2 separate regions of the Mus musculus genome follow, and region 1 is linked to region 2. Evidence: chromatin contacts called from public Hi-C data. All regions are on one chromosome and are shown on one strand. The core of a region is the stretch at or near the end of the contact, and the rest is flanking DNA. Distances in the headings are between cores, read along the strand shown. Region 1 has its middle 8.6 kb from the start of Gm24565. Region 2 holds the start of LOC115486428 (a long non-coding RNA gene).

Evidence for each region. Hi-C and Micro-C count contacts between places; a contact is called where the count stands out from the background.
Region 1: a Hi-C map of uterus shows a contact between it and region 2, with 5 times the contacts expected there. The contact joins two enhancer-like sites. A contact is called at or near these places in 4 of 39 promoter capture datasets (embryonic stem cells, liver, neural stem cells and 1 more), 2 of 484 Hi-C or Micro-C datasets (both in uterus) and 2 of 115 datasets of contacts at active chromatin or transcription factors (differentiating embryonic stem cells and embryonic stem cells).

The regions. Positions count from the first base shown.
Region 1 is chr6:97,735,643-97,742,426 of GRCm38.p6, forward strand. No RefSeq gene overlaps it. Among named protein-coding and RNA genes, the nearest start is that of Gm24565, 8.6 kb to the left of the region's middle. Within about 2 kb of position 5,094, at least 15 of the 459 cell types and tissues checked have an H3K27ac peak or open chromatin away from gene starts, as enhancers often do. A contact at or near this core is called in uterus, where this site is marked.
Region 2 is chr6:97,578,770-97,585,327 of GRCm38.p6, forward strand. LOC115486428 (a long non-coding RNA gene) reads left to right here and starts at 526. Exons shown (of 2, transcript XR_001785333.2): 1 at 526-1,640. It also overlaps a transcript of Frmd4b not described here. Within about 2 kb of position 4,177, at least 19 of the 459 cell types and tissues checked have an H3K27ac peak or open chromatin away from gene starts, as enhancers often do. A contact at or near this core is called in uterus, where this site is marked.

The sequences.
Region 1 (6,784 bases), core at 3,844-6,343, 160 kb after region 2:
TAGGTTCACTTGTTTCCATAATTGTTTTTGAAAAATCTTTCCCAGTGTGATCCTCCCTGGAATGCAAACGATTCTGTTTGTTGACAAACATCTGGGCCTCCCTCCCTAAGGATGGTGACATCATAGGTTCACACCAAAGGTGGAGACTGAGACAAAAGGAAGGCCAAGGTCTTGGAGCCCTGAACATTTTTAACCCCTGACGCACACACTCATTTTCAGGGCCGTATTCTCTGCTTTTGTGCAGCCCCGGGCCGAGTTCTCACCAGAGGCTCACCTGGGAGAAACCCTGGCTCCTCAGCTACGCAGGTAGTAGAGTCATCCTTCCCTCAAAAAGTTTTACTTTTTGTGGTTTTGGTTACCTAGGACCAACTGGTCTGAAAATAATTAAATATCAAACTCCAGAAATAATTTATACTGTATGGCCAGAAAGCGGAGCCGAATCTGTTCTTGCTGTTAATGAACCCAGAAGGGAGATGCCGAAGGACCAGAACCGTGCATCCTTCTGGCCCTACCACCGGCAAACTGCCTATCATCCTCAGAAGAACCCTGATGGAGGATGGAGGAATGGGTAGCCCCCCCAACCAGGAGGGCATTCTGAGTCCCAGGGCCTCAGACATGGGACCTGACCCTCCCGATTCTCTAGATCTCAAAGGCACTCACCCTCAGAGAATCAAGCTCACAGCTCCAAATATCAACTGTTCTCTGAATCAAAGTGGAGGTTCTGTTCTCTCTGATGAGACTGAAATCAACGTGGATGAACTCGATGCCCCTGATGAAGCACCATCAGGCCACACAGAGATCAGGCAGACTGGAGGGAGACACCCAGAGGCTGACTTGCCACCATGCCAGGAGGTGACCCAGAGGCCTGTCAGCTGTGTGGCCTGTCTGCACTACAATGTGCAAATGTGTGGTGGACAGGTGGGAGACAAAGAGAAGAGGAACAGTTTGAGAATTATGAAGAGAGATGGAACTGGGGACAGGAGAGTGGAAAGGAACAACCTACTGTGAGTAGCCAGCCTAAGGCTATTGTGAAGTCCCAACCTGTGCCACCACTGAGGGCCAGGTCTGGGTCAGTGGCTATCCAGCAGCAAAAATCAGTTTCAATGTCCAGTGCCCATATTACCACTAGGCACCACGGACATTCCTGGTCTGGGCAGCCACCTGGGACCATGTAGCTGTCTAAGGGCTGTGCAGAACTGGTTGGTGATGCTCCTTGCCAGCTGCAGCACTCAGGAGAGCTGGCCCCACCTCCCACCACTGGCAGCACTCAGAGTCATGAGAGCAGGTGAGCTGTACCTGCCCCTCACCCGCTGCATTGCTCAGGGGAGCAGGCTAGGTGGGCACCTCCCCTGGGCGGCACAGTAGAGCTGGCCCTAGTTTCAGGGTACAGGTGAGCCAAACCCAAGGGTGAAAGCAAGGGAGAGCTGGCCCTGCCACTCCTCTGCTGGGCATGAGCATGAAGTGGCATGAGCTCAGTGGTGATGCCTCCCATACTGTGATAAGATATTTTCTAGGCTTGCTTTATTTATCTGTTTGTTTTGTTTGTATTGTTTTCTTTTGGGGGAAAGGTTGCAAGGGTGGAGGGTGGATATGGGGGTACAGGGAGATGAATGGAATTGGGGTGCATGATGTAGAATCACTAAAAAGTTTTACAAGCTGTTAAAAACAATTTATGCATTTTAGTTATATATCCTTGTTTTCAGCATGAAGAAATCTTACACCACCCTGTCTCATCCCACCAAACACTTAAATCATCTCTTTGTTCAGCATATCGAGACTGTATATGCTACTCTCCTTCTACAAACTCTATCATCCTGCTTAACAGACCAACTAACTCACAGGTTCACAATGCTTTTGTTAAATAAACCTTCCTTTACTTCATAATGACCCCAGCAGTCCAGAATACCAACTGGCGAGCTCATTTCAGGATATTATTATAGTCGTTATGCTTGGTTATTATTGTTGTTGATTTCTTCTTGTGCTTAACTTATAGTTTATTTTGGGCATGCCTGTGTGTATGGGGTGGGGGTTATAGTATAGATTGTGGTGCTCTCTGTGGTCTCGCAGGCCTGCTGAAACATACTCTGCACCAGTGAAGGAAGAGCACTAGGTTCGTTTCCTTGTAGCTGTGTGTGACTGGGATAGCAGCTTGGGTCTTCCAGCCATCAGCATCTCTTCCTTTACAGTGAGTTGCTGTCTTCATAATGCACTGTAGTCACAAGCGTGAAGGCCCATGACTTGTGACCTGCTCTGTGGGTTAGACCTGTTCACCAAGAGGGAATTACATAAGGTGTGGTTCTTGGGACCTTTGAAGGATTATCTGCCATAGAACCTTTCTGCAATCCTGACGGAGACATTACTTTTCTTTGGCAGGATTGAAATCAGGTTAATCCAGACATTTCCTTATACTCTGTATATCAGGGATACACACTAGCTTTTGTGGGATGAGGTACACATACCTGTTCATGTACATGTGTGCACGCATGTAGAGGCTACAGGTAAGCACTGGGTATCTTTTATTGCTCTCTACCTTGTTTTCTGAGGCAAGTCTCTCACTGAACCTGGAGCTTGTGGATTTGGCTAGGCCAGCTGACCGAGTATGTGCAGGGATCAGCTGTCTCCGATCCCCACCCCCCCAGCCCAGCCCTGGGGTCACAACTGCTGCAGCACTGAACTTTTACATGGTTTCTAGGTTTTGAACTCAGGTCCTGGTGCCTGAGAGGGAAACCCTTGACGAGCTAAGCCATGTTCCCCAGACATTCAGGCGTTTGTTATTTATTTGTTTTGTTACCTAACTATCTATTTTGAAAGTTAGATTGTACCTTCTTGCCCAATTTCTCTCACCTCCACATTTCCAAACAAAAACGTAAGAACGACACCATCTTTACAGTTATTCCTGTGGCTCTCAAGGTAGGCCCTGATTAATGTGTCTTGTCTGCTTGTCTTGGTGGCCTTTGGCAAATGGCTCCATTGCACTAAACTTTGGTGTCCTTGCATGTAAAATGGGGATTAGAAGGCATGCTAAAGCTAAGCTTTGGCCCCTTAGTGAGGCTCCAGTGACTCCCCATGTCCTGAAATGAGTTTTAAGTCTTTGTTCATGCTTTCTCGGCCCAGAAGATCTCTCTGCTTCCCCATCCGTTCATCCTTTCCCATACAACAGGCCAACTCTGAGTCCCACTGCAATGACTCCATCACCCAGCTCTTCTCACTGTCTCCACAGTTTCATTTGCTGCTGCCCAGCCTCGAATGAGCCTGCAGATCCATGAGCCACGAGTCCCTCAAGGGTTAATAAGGCCACAGTGCCTTTCTAGACCTCTGTACTCTGCATCTTCCTCACCTTGCTGTCCTTGCTCTGCAGCAGAGGTCATCTGAGTCTTTTCAGAAACTTGTGGCACATTTATCCCCATGTCCTCAGGCAGGGTGCCAGGTCTGGGGAGGCAGAGTCCTCGATTTCCTACTCCTCCTTACTCTCTGCCTGATATGGTTGCTGAGTGAAATGGCATCGTTTTATGACATGCATGTACATTGGATATGCAACATTATACATAGGCACAGCTCCTGAGATATGGTTGATCTAAATAATAAAGACAGAAGACAGTATGAAAAAAAAAATGTCAAAACAGTTTAATATTCAAAGAAAACACAGCTGGGATTCCAACCAGAATAAACAGAGTGAGGATTCTGAATTCTCTCTTAACCACTAACATCTTTACCTTCTCTTGTTTTTCTTTTTAATAAAGAAGAGAAAATGTTACCTTTTAATAAAGAAGAGAAAATGTTACCTTTTAATAAAGAAGAGAAAATGTTACCTTTAGGCATGGTCTCAGTGTGTAGTCCTGGCTGGTCTGGGACTCTCTATGTAGACCAGGCTGGCCTTGAATTTGCAGTCATGCTCCTGCCTCTGCCTCCTTGGTAAGGAGATTGCAGGCAGGTGCATCTCACCTCAGTTTTTAATTTTATTTTTATCTGTTTGTTAGTTCTTAAAGGAAAGATTAAGGAGATTTGTGGCAGAAACACTCCAATTTTTGTTTGGCACACAAGTCAATTGAATTGAAATAATAACAAAATCGATTGGGGATGTTATTGAAGATTCGTGCCTGTAAAAGAATTGAGAGAATGCCTCTGTTCAATCAGCTTTAAAAAGAAAAAAAGCTGTTCTTAGGGTTGGTCAGCTGGCTATGCTGTAAAGTGACTGCCATAAAACAAGGAGGACCTGAGTTCAATTCCAAGCACACAATAAAAAAGCAACAGTGTGTGCCCTGCCAGCCGAGTCAGCTCTGGGGGAGACAATACAGCAGGATGCCTGGGACTCGCTGCTCAGCTAGCCCAACCAAGTCACTCTAGTTCAGTGAAAGGCTCTGACTCAAAAAATAAAGAGAAAGAGTGATAAAAGACACACACACACACACACACACACACACACGAATAAAACTATTCTCATCTGTACAAATTAATCTATATTGCCAAAAAATAATACTGACTTATTGAAATCAATTTGGGATATTTAGAGAATCAGTTGAAGATAATCATTTTATTTTTCTTTTCCAAAGGATTGAACCAGCTGCTTCTGTAGTAATAAGAAATAAGCGATGCCTAATTATTTTTTTGACTTGAATTTGCTGCGGGGGAAGGGAAAAGGCAAAAAGTTAAAAAACCCTTTGTCAGACACTGCCACCTGCTGGCATACTTTCCAAAGTGCAACTTCATTCTCAGCGCAACTAATTCGTTGCTCCAAATTCCAGTTATTAAAACTCCTGTAAAAATTACAGGAATTGAAATTAGCATTACATTTGAATACTATTTAGTTCTAAATAAAATCAAATCTACCAAAAATGTTGAATGTACTTTCTGTAATGCAAAAATACCATTTTCATATTTTTAATTTTTCTAGTTTTCCATTAAAAAATTATCCCTATCATTTACCCATCTTCATGAGATTAAATTAGCAAAATCTAACAGCCTGGAGGCCTGCCCTACCGACGGTTTACTAGATGAGGGCTAAATTACTTTAATTTTCTTGGTCAAGTGCCCCTCACAGCGCTGGCTCTTCACGCCATGTGGACTTAATAAAAGCTGACAAGTGAGACCGGAGCCGAGGCTGTTCAGCACGGGAAGTGTTGCTGAATGCAGAGCCTGGTGATTCAGACACTGTCGGTAGCAGCTCCCGCCTTTGTGGACATTCATTCATTAAACAGGAAACTTTGAAGGTCATTCCTATGGAAGTGCAGACAGAAGATCAGAACCTGGGACGGTGAGAAAGGATCTTCAGGCTCTTCTTCAGGAAGAGCCAAGAGTCATGTGCGTTCTCTGAACTACCGCTTTCCCGTCGTTCCTGAGTTGGAAAGCAAGTTCTCTTGGTTTCTCTTGATTAACAAGGCTTCGCTAGCATTGTGTGCGCTACCACGCCTGGAGTTAATTGTCCTCAGGGCAGCTTTCTCCATCAGTGTTCTCTGAGTTACACTGGCCTCTGGAGGAATGACTTGGCCTCAGGCGCTGTGGCTCAGTAGTGTGAGTTCCATCGTGCCCAGCTCCTCCGTGAGAGTGGTGGGAGTGCTGGCTCCATGATCAGCCTCTTAACACAGAGACAAAGATTGCTTCTGTGAGCTCCCTGATAATATATGGTTGTATGTCTCACGTGGCTATATATGTTTTTGTCTCCAAAGCACCCCTAAGCTTTCGTGGGAATTTTCGAGTGGTAACTGGGAAGATGGCTCTGTCAGTGAAGTGTTCTTTTCATAAACATGAAGACCTGAGTTCTTTCCCCAGAACCCACATAAAATTGCTCCACGTGGTGGGGCAAGCTTGTGACCTCAACACAAAGGAGGCAGAGACAGTCGATGAGGGGCTCAGCCGCCAGACATTCCGGCCTAACTGTCAAGGTCCGGGAGCTGTGCTAATAAAGACACTAACCTAAAGGAGTTGGGAGGGGACGTTTCTGAGGATGGTACCCAGGACTGCCCTCTGGCCGGGACACGAACACACACGTACACACACGTGCACGCTGTTAAAGATCTGAAGGGGGGCACTGCATGGTTGTGGGGTTGAATGAAGGTAGGCAAAGTTGCAGGTGCCGAGTGCCTGATTCCCACATAGGTTAATTTCTGTGAAAGGATTAGAAGAGAGGGCAAAACTATTAGCAAAACAAGATGGTGACTATGATCTGGATCTGGGAATGTGATCGTTGTGGTCCACCTAGAGGCTGGCAACCTCTTTCTTAGCTGGTCTCCAGTAGCTCCTGTAATTACCCTGCTAATGTTCTTGCCTGTTATGGAAACCACAGTGCTTCATTTGCCTGGGGGGAAGTGGGCTGTGACCTTCGAGTCCATCAAGGTTTTACCAACAGCCCTTCACTACCAACAGAATAAAATGCTTCTATGTCAGTCAAGGACTTGTAGCCCAGAGTTTAGAGGGCACATCTTCAGTAAAGTAACAGAGAGCTGAGGAACGCCCATAAGGCTGAGGGAAGTGTGTAAGCACTCCTTCCTATTCATTTATTTAACTGGAAAAATAATGTAACTAAAAAGAAATTCAAAATAGGGGGAATATAGTCAAATACATATTTTTAAAATGCACAGCAAAATCCATTATTGGGCATAAGTGATATATACTAATAAATTTTTTTAAATAAAAATGTACACCTTCACTGTTTGTTTGCTTCTTGAGATAGGGTCTTATATAGTCCAGGCTGACCTTGAACTCATAGAGCTGAAGATGAGTTGGAATTTTGGATCCTCCTGCTTCTACCTCCTAAATACTGGGATTATAGCCAGGAGACATTACACTT
Region 2 (6,558 bases), core at 2,927-5,426:
CACAAAGAAATAATCAGGAAGTTGTCACCATATGCTTTGGACTTCCCCAAGCAGAGCATGTCTGCATATTACAGACCAGTCCCCAGGGTAGATTTTATCTATAGAAAGAGCGAAACATAAATTCTGCCTCACATTTGTAGTGACACATGGTTATTTGTAGTGACATAGCTACTTATCAAAAAACTGGCCTCAAATGAGGACCCAGAGCTATGATTAGATGTCACTCCAGGTGACATCACTTCTGTCTCAGGAAAGGTGAGTAGACAGATCTCTTTCCTTTACTCTGCCTTTCTGTCACTTTGCTTCTGGCCTTTGAGATGACAGCTTTGAGGTGGGGCTGCTGGGATGCAGGGGACAGAAAACCCCCCTTCACATGAACACTTGTGCGCGCGTGCGCGCACACACACACACACACACACACACACACACACACACACACATACACACACACACAGAGACACAGTTTATGTATGGCCAGTCCAGAGCAGTCCCATGTGACTAAACCTGCCTGTAGTAGCTACGTTTTATGGGTTAAAAAGGAATTTCAAACCGAGTTCAGAGAAGGAAGCCAACTTAGATTTGGAAGCAGTGTTTAAAAGGTGGCTCCAAATTCTGGCGCTCTCACATCTTCACTGGAGGCCTTGAGGGAGTTTCTTTCACTGCCCAGTCTGTCAGTGTCCATGGTGGGCGGTGGGATTAACAGAGGTGCCCAACATACAGATGGCTGTGGGCATACAAAGCTGCTATATAGAAAGAACCTGAGTCAGATTGGTGGCTTCTATGGTGGCTGTATCCTATTGCTCTACCAAAGGGGCAGCAGATAGGGCAAAACACACCTGTGCCTACATTATTGACCCAACTGGGAATTGCTCTCAAGGAAAAATTTCAAGGCTGCTTACCAAAATAATGAAAGATTAATTTCCATCATGTCACAGTAGAATTTTACCTAGTCAAAAGAAAAGTTTCCTGTTTCATTGAGTACACTGTAGCTCTGTCCTGAGGCTCAGAGATCACAGCAGAGGAGGGAGCAGAAAGAGTTTAAGAGCCAGAGGCATCTGATGACTATGAGAAGAGAGTGTGTTCCAGATACAACAGGGCTAGTACACACATGACTGCACGTGACTGTGACTACAAGGGCAGGATCAGTGCAAGCTCAGGTCAAATCCCAGCACAGAGAGGGGAGGTGGGTACAAAGCTCACTCCTGGACATAGAGCTAATGGCAATCGTTAGCTGCTGGGAGGAAAGACAGTTTTCTCTAAGCGTGCATGCAGTCCCCGGTAAGTGGACCACACTCAAGTGGAAGACTACACCACCAAGAATATTTGGATAGCACAAACTGGTAATGATATATTCTTAAAGGACACAGGCTACCCAAGTAAGGCAGGGAACTGGGGGTTATCATAGATGAGTTGGGAGGGTGAGGGGCGAATATGATCAAATAGCATTGTACAAAACTCTCAAAGAACTAGTAGAAAAATTTAAGGGATCAGATGGTTACAGTTTTACTCAGAGCTTCAATCTACCTTTGAACTTTTACGTCTTCAGGGATAGTGGGACAACCACTTCACACGTGGATTTAAGCATTTGTGAAATAAACCTGACAGCCAAGCCAGAAGAAGTCCCTGCATGGAGAGTGGAGGTAGGCATGAAGTCCCGCCTCCAGCAGAGGAGCTATTGGTGATTGACAGTTGCTGGGAAAGAGAGAGAGAGAGAGAGAGAGAGAGAGAGAGAGAGAGAGAGCCAATTTTAAGAGCATAGCCACTGGCAAGTGGACCATGTTCCAGAGGAAGGCGGTGAATTGGAGAACATTTGAATGGCAGAGATAGGCCCACATGGGTTTAAGGAGTGTGGCCTAAGGTTGGGTGGATAGGGAAGTGGGGTGGATTTGAGAGGAGTTGGGGAGTATGAATATATCCAAAACACATCATTATATCCTCAAGGAACTATATAAATATTCCGAAGACACATAAAAAGTGACTCATACTTTTTGTTTATAGCCAGTACACAAAGTAGAAGAACTATGTTCAAGACAGCTTGTTCAGGAGTGACTCTTGAAGCCTGACAGCTAAACATTATTTGGCAGAAATTAAATGCAGTCCAAGAGGATAAGGAAGCAAGACCATGGCTTCTGACCCTGGCTGAACAGAGCAGCTTGCTTCAAGTGTTCAAGTAGGAGAAAGGATATTTATGTGAGAAGTTGGCTTCCCAGGACTCCATACTTTCTGTTTCAGTGTAGTAAGTGGAGGAACACAGTCATTCATGAAGATCTGTATTCCCTTCAAGACTCGGGGCTTTAAAAAAAAAAAGGACCATATATTATAGACTCCTTTTTCTCACTGTTCTAAGTAATCTTTGGTTGTTTCCCAGAACTTGGGTCTGGTCTATGACTCCCCAGATTTCTTCTCTCTCCTGGATTAAAATAGTCATGAGCAGACTGTAAACATGGGCTGTTCCTGGCTTTGCAGAGCCATTATCATATCCGTATACCTCTGTTTTGGCTTTGTGTTTTGCTTAGTACTGGGGTGGGTACCCAGGGCCTTGTGCATTTAAGGTAGGGACCCTTCTACTAAGCCCTAGCCCTTACTCATACTTTCAAGTAAGGGCTGATAGAGGACACACCAGGGTAACTAAGACAAACGTATAAAGGCCCCTCCAACTGCAGCTCTGTGTGTAGGAGTGAAAAGTTAGGAAGACTCTAAATGCCCATCAGGACGTGATACAGCATGACTTTTAATATCTATTTGCAAAAATAAGAACACAATATGAGTGTTCTACAGAACTGAAAGACACACATATACTTACACATACACATATGCATAGACTACCACACACACATACATTATCTGAGAACTTAAAATCCATACTCACTTCCTGAGAGAGAATCTCAGTGGCAGAGGCTAAAGGGAGGTAAATTTTCTACTAAGTAAACAGATAGCTCATTGTATATGTATGTACCTCACTCATCTTCTAAAAAATTAAGCCAAAATCATGGCTAGTATGTAATTCATTTTGTCTGTGGATATTAAAAAATAGACCTTTAACATGCTAAACAATCTCTCTCTCTTTCTCTTTCTCTCTCTCTCTCTCTCTCTCTCTCTCTCTCTCTCTCTCTCTCACACACACACACACACACGCACGCACGCACGCGCACACACACACACACACACACGCACGCACGCACACGCACATGCATACACAGCACTTATGCTTTTCTGTTCTCAGTGTCTTTACAAGGCTGATGTCTATACTGGAGTCTCCCAGAGGATGGACAACAAGGGATCCATTGTCAGTAAATGTAACCAAAGTTTCTCAAGTGTCCCAATCAGTGACCTTTCTTCTGCTGCGGGATGTTTGCTTTGATGCTACCTTGCAAAGCAAGGGGACGACCTGCAGCATTTGTCTTATAGGGTGTGGTCACTACAGCGCACACTCTTCCCAGCTCAGACACCAGTGTACAGCAGCAAAATCACCTTCTTTTACTCTTAGAAAAGAGTGCATTTTAAGTATCTTGATTAGAAGTGTATTTACTCATCTGTCACTCAACTGTGTCTCAACTTTCTCATCGTTAAAATGGGCCTGATAGCATCTATGATGAGGTTCAAGAGTTAAAACTAGATGTCCTAGGGCCAGGGGACAGCTGTTGGGAAAGTACTTGTTTTGTAAGTATCGGGACCTGAGTTTGAGCCCTGGGACCCACATTAAAAAAAAAAAAAAAAAAAAAAAAGACAGATGTGGGAGTTCATACTTGTAATTCTTATGCTGGGGCAGTACAAACAAGCAGGTCTCTGGGACTCAGCTGGCCTAGTTGGTAATTTTCCAAGCTAGTGGGGGACCCTATCTACACAGGTGCATACACACACACCCCTCTCCCCCTCACAAAACCCAAACGAACAAGACACTGGATTCAGTCTATCACATGTGTCTTGAAGGTCAAGCCCAAGATGCTGATGTTCCCAAGATGAAGCAAAGATCAGTACTGAGGGCACCCGGAGCCAGGTGGAGCAATTGTGGGTTGCATGTCAGTCAGACCTGTTTGTCTGAGGCCAGAAAGGCCTGTAGAGGAAGAGTAGAGGTCAGGGGCAAGGAGACACAGAGGCCATCCTGGTCGCCATGGCCCCGGGAATGTTTTTCAGGCTTGGGAAAGATTCGAGCCAGCTGTCAAGGAGGCGGCTCTTATCTATGGCTCATTGGTTGCTGCAGAGACCACGCTATTTGTAAACACTGCAGGACTCCCAGGGACTGCTCCTTGGATTTGGTGTTCATCCACCAGCTGCCTTCCCCGCAGGATCCTCTCATGTAATAAAGAAAAAGTGTGAGGAGACTGTACCCAGGAGGCTCCCACAAGAGCATCACAGCTATGTCAGATTAAAAAACCCGCAGCATGTGGAAAAGAACTTTACCCTCATCTACAAATTTCCTGAGGTGCGAAAAAGCCAGTTCAACCATAACATATCTGCAGATACATTGATTGGGAGCCTAATGATACTTAGTGTGTCCTCTGTGGGTCAGAATCGCGCTGTCATAAGAAGCGATTTTTGTGGGTACTAACCCAGCTTGGGGAGGCTGATAGTGGAAACATGCCTTAAATAAAACAAAAAAGGTGACACAGGGCATGTTGACACAGGACACTGATCCCAACACTCAGGAGTTAGAGGCCGATGAATCTCTTTTGAGTTCCAGGTTAGCTTGCTCTACATAGTCCTGTTTACAGGCCAGACAGAGCTAGTGAGACTGTCAGAGAGAGAGAGAGAGAGAGAGAGAGAGAGAGAGAGACAGAGACAGAGACAGAGACAGAGACAGAGACAGAGACAGAGTCAGAGATGATCAGAGAGACAGACAGACAAAAAGAGAGACAGAGAGACAGACAGAGAGACGAAGATAGAAGTCTCTTGACTTCTTAGAATCCTCTGAACATTTTCACTAACCCTAACTACAAGTCTTTACTGAAAATAGAGGTCTGCACACATGCTTATCCTATTTCTTTCTGTTAGACATGTTACTGTCCACCACAGCTTATGGCATCCCAAACTCCTGAGAGGTGGTGATTCAGAAGTTTTCTATCGCAAACATCTCCAGGCATGGGGAGGGACACAACATTTTGTAATTCACTGGCTGTGCAGCAGTGACTCTTCAGATGACAATGGTGATAAAGATTAGATGAAGCACACTTTGTATTCAGGAGCTGAGCAACTGGGCTCATGATCTTTGGCCTACTATTTCAAAGCCCGGGATTGCATCTGAAGGAACTAAAGTCGACGCGTGCGAAGATTAACTCGTTAAAGGTGCTTTATCTTGGGAGCTACGCAAACATCCATCATTACTTAAGGAATAAGCAGCATGAGGTCAGAGGCGGGGATGCAGCTGAGTTGGTGGAGAGTTTCCCTAGCCTTCATGAAGCCCTAGGTTCAGTCCTCAGCACTGTAAATGGGAATTAGTAGTCAAGTCCCAGAGCCCTGGGGAGGTAGAAGCCGGAGGATTAGAAGTTCAAGGGAATATTCAGCTATAGAGAGAGTTTGAGGCCAGCCTGGGCTAGAGATCTTGGCAATAGATAGATAGATAGATAGATAGATAGATAGATAGATAGATAGATAGATAGATAGATAGATAGAGTGGCTGATCTATAATATGGGATGCTCAGCAATAAATTCTGAGTGCCCAGAATGGGTGAACCCCTTATTTTTTGTAATAGTAAATGAAGTAGGACAGATACAGAGGCCCACACACTGTAGGATCCAACTAACCTGACAAACCCAGAAAGGAGAGACCCAGAGTGCAGACTGAAGACTGACTGGATCTGGCATGGGTGGGGATAGGACCAACTATGATGGTTACAGGTTTCTTTTGTAACAAAAGAAAAACGTTCTAGCATCAGGTGATGACTGTTAACATTGCTTAGAACACACTAAAGATTGTTGAACTATACACTTTATATGGGTCAATCTTATGATCTATAAATTTTATCTCAAGAAACCTGCTATAAAAATCATTCATCTCATTGTTGGCTTAAATGGGGGAAAAGCCTTAAACAGCCAAAATAGAGTTGGGCAAGGTGCTGTGAGCCTCATCTCATTTTGCAGATGAGGGCAGTAAATTTGGAATAGGGCACTTACTTTACCCCAGGACACAAAAGGGGACAGCTGCTCACAGCAACTTTTGTCTCCTTAGCTGGTGGTCTGAAAAGTGGGAAGTGGTCACCCTGTGAGAGCTAGGCATTGTGGGAGTAGAGAACCCTCCAACTCCCATTTCTGTAATGGATTTCAGACTTTTAAAACTTCTGTTGGAGGTGTTTCATACTCTCTCTCCCCCCCTCTCTCCCCCCCCTTCTCTCATTTTCTGCTAGCTTCTTGTAAGGCACTATTCTAAGGGCTCTACATACAAACATTTAATTCTCACAACAACCCTCTGAAAAGGCTAAGAAAGAGTCTTTGGTCTTACAAATTATCCCAATACTTTCACTAGAAATAGTACACTAGAGCAGTAATGCACACACATCTATATTATGCTGGAACAGTAATGCACACACAGCTATGGTATACTGGAACAGTAATGCACACACA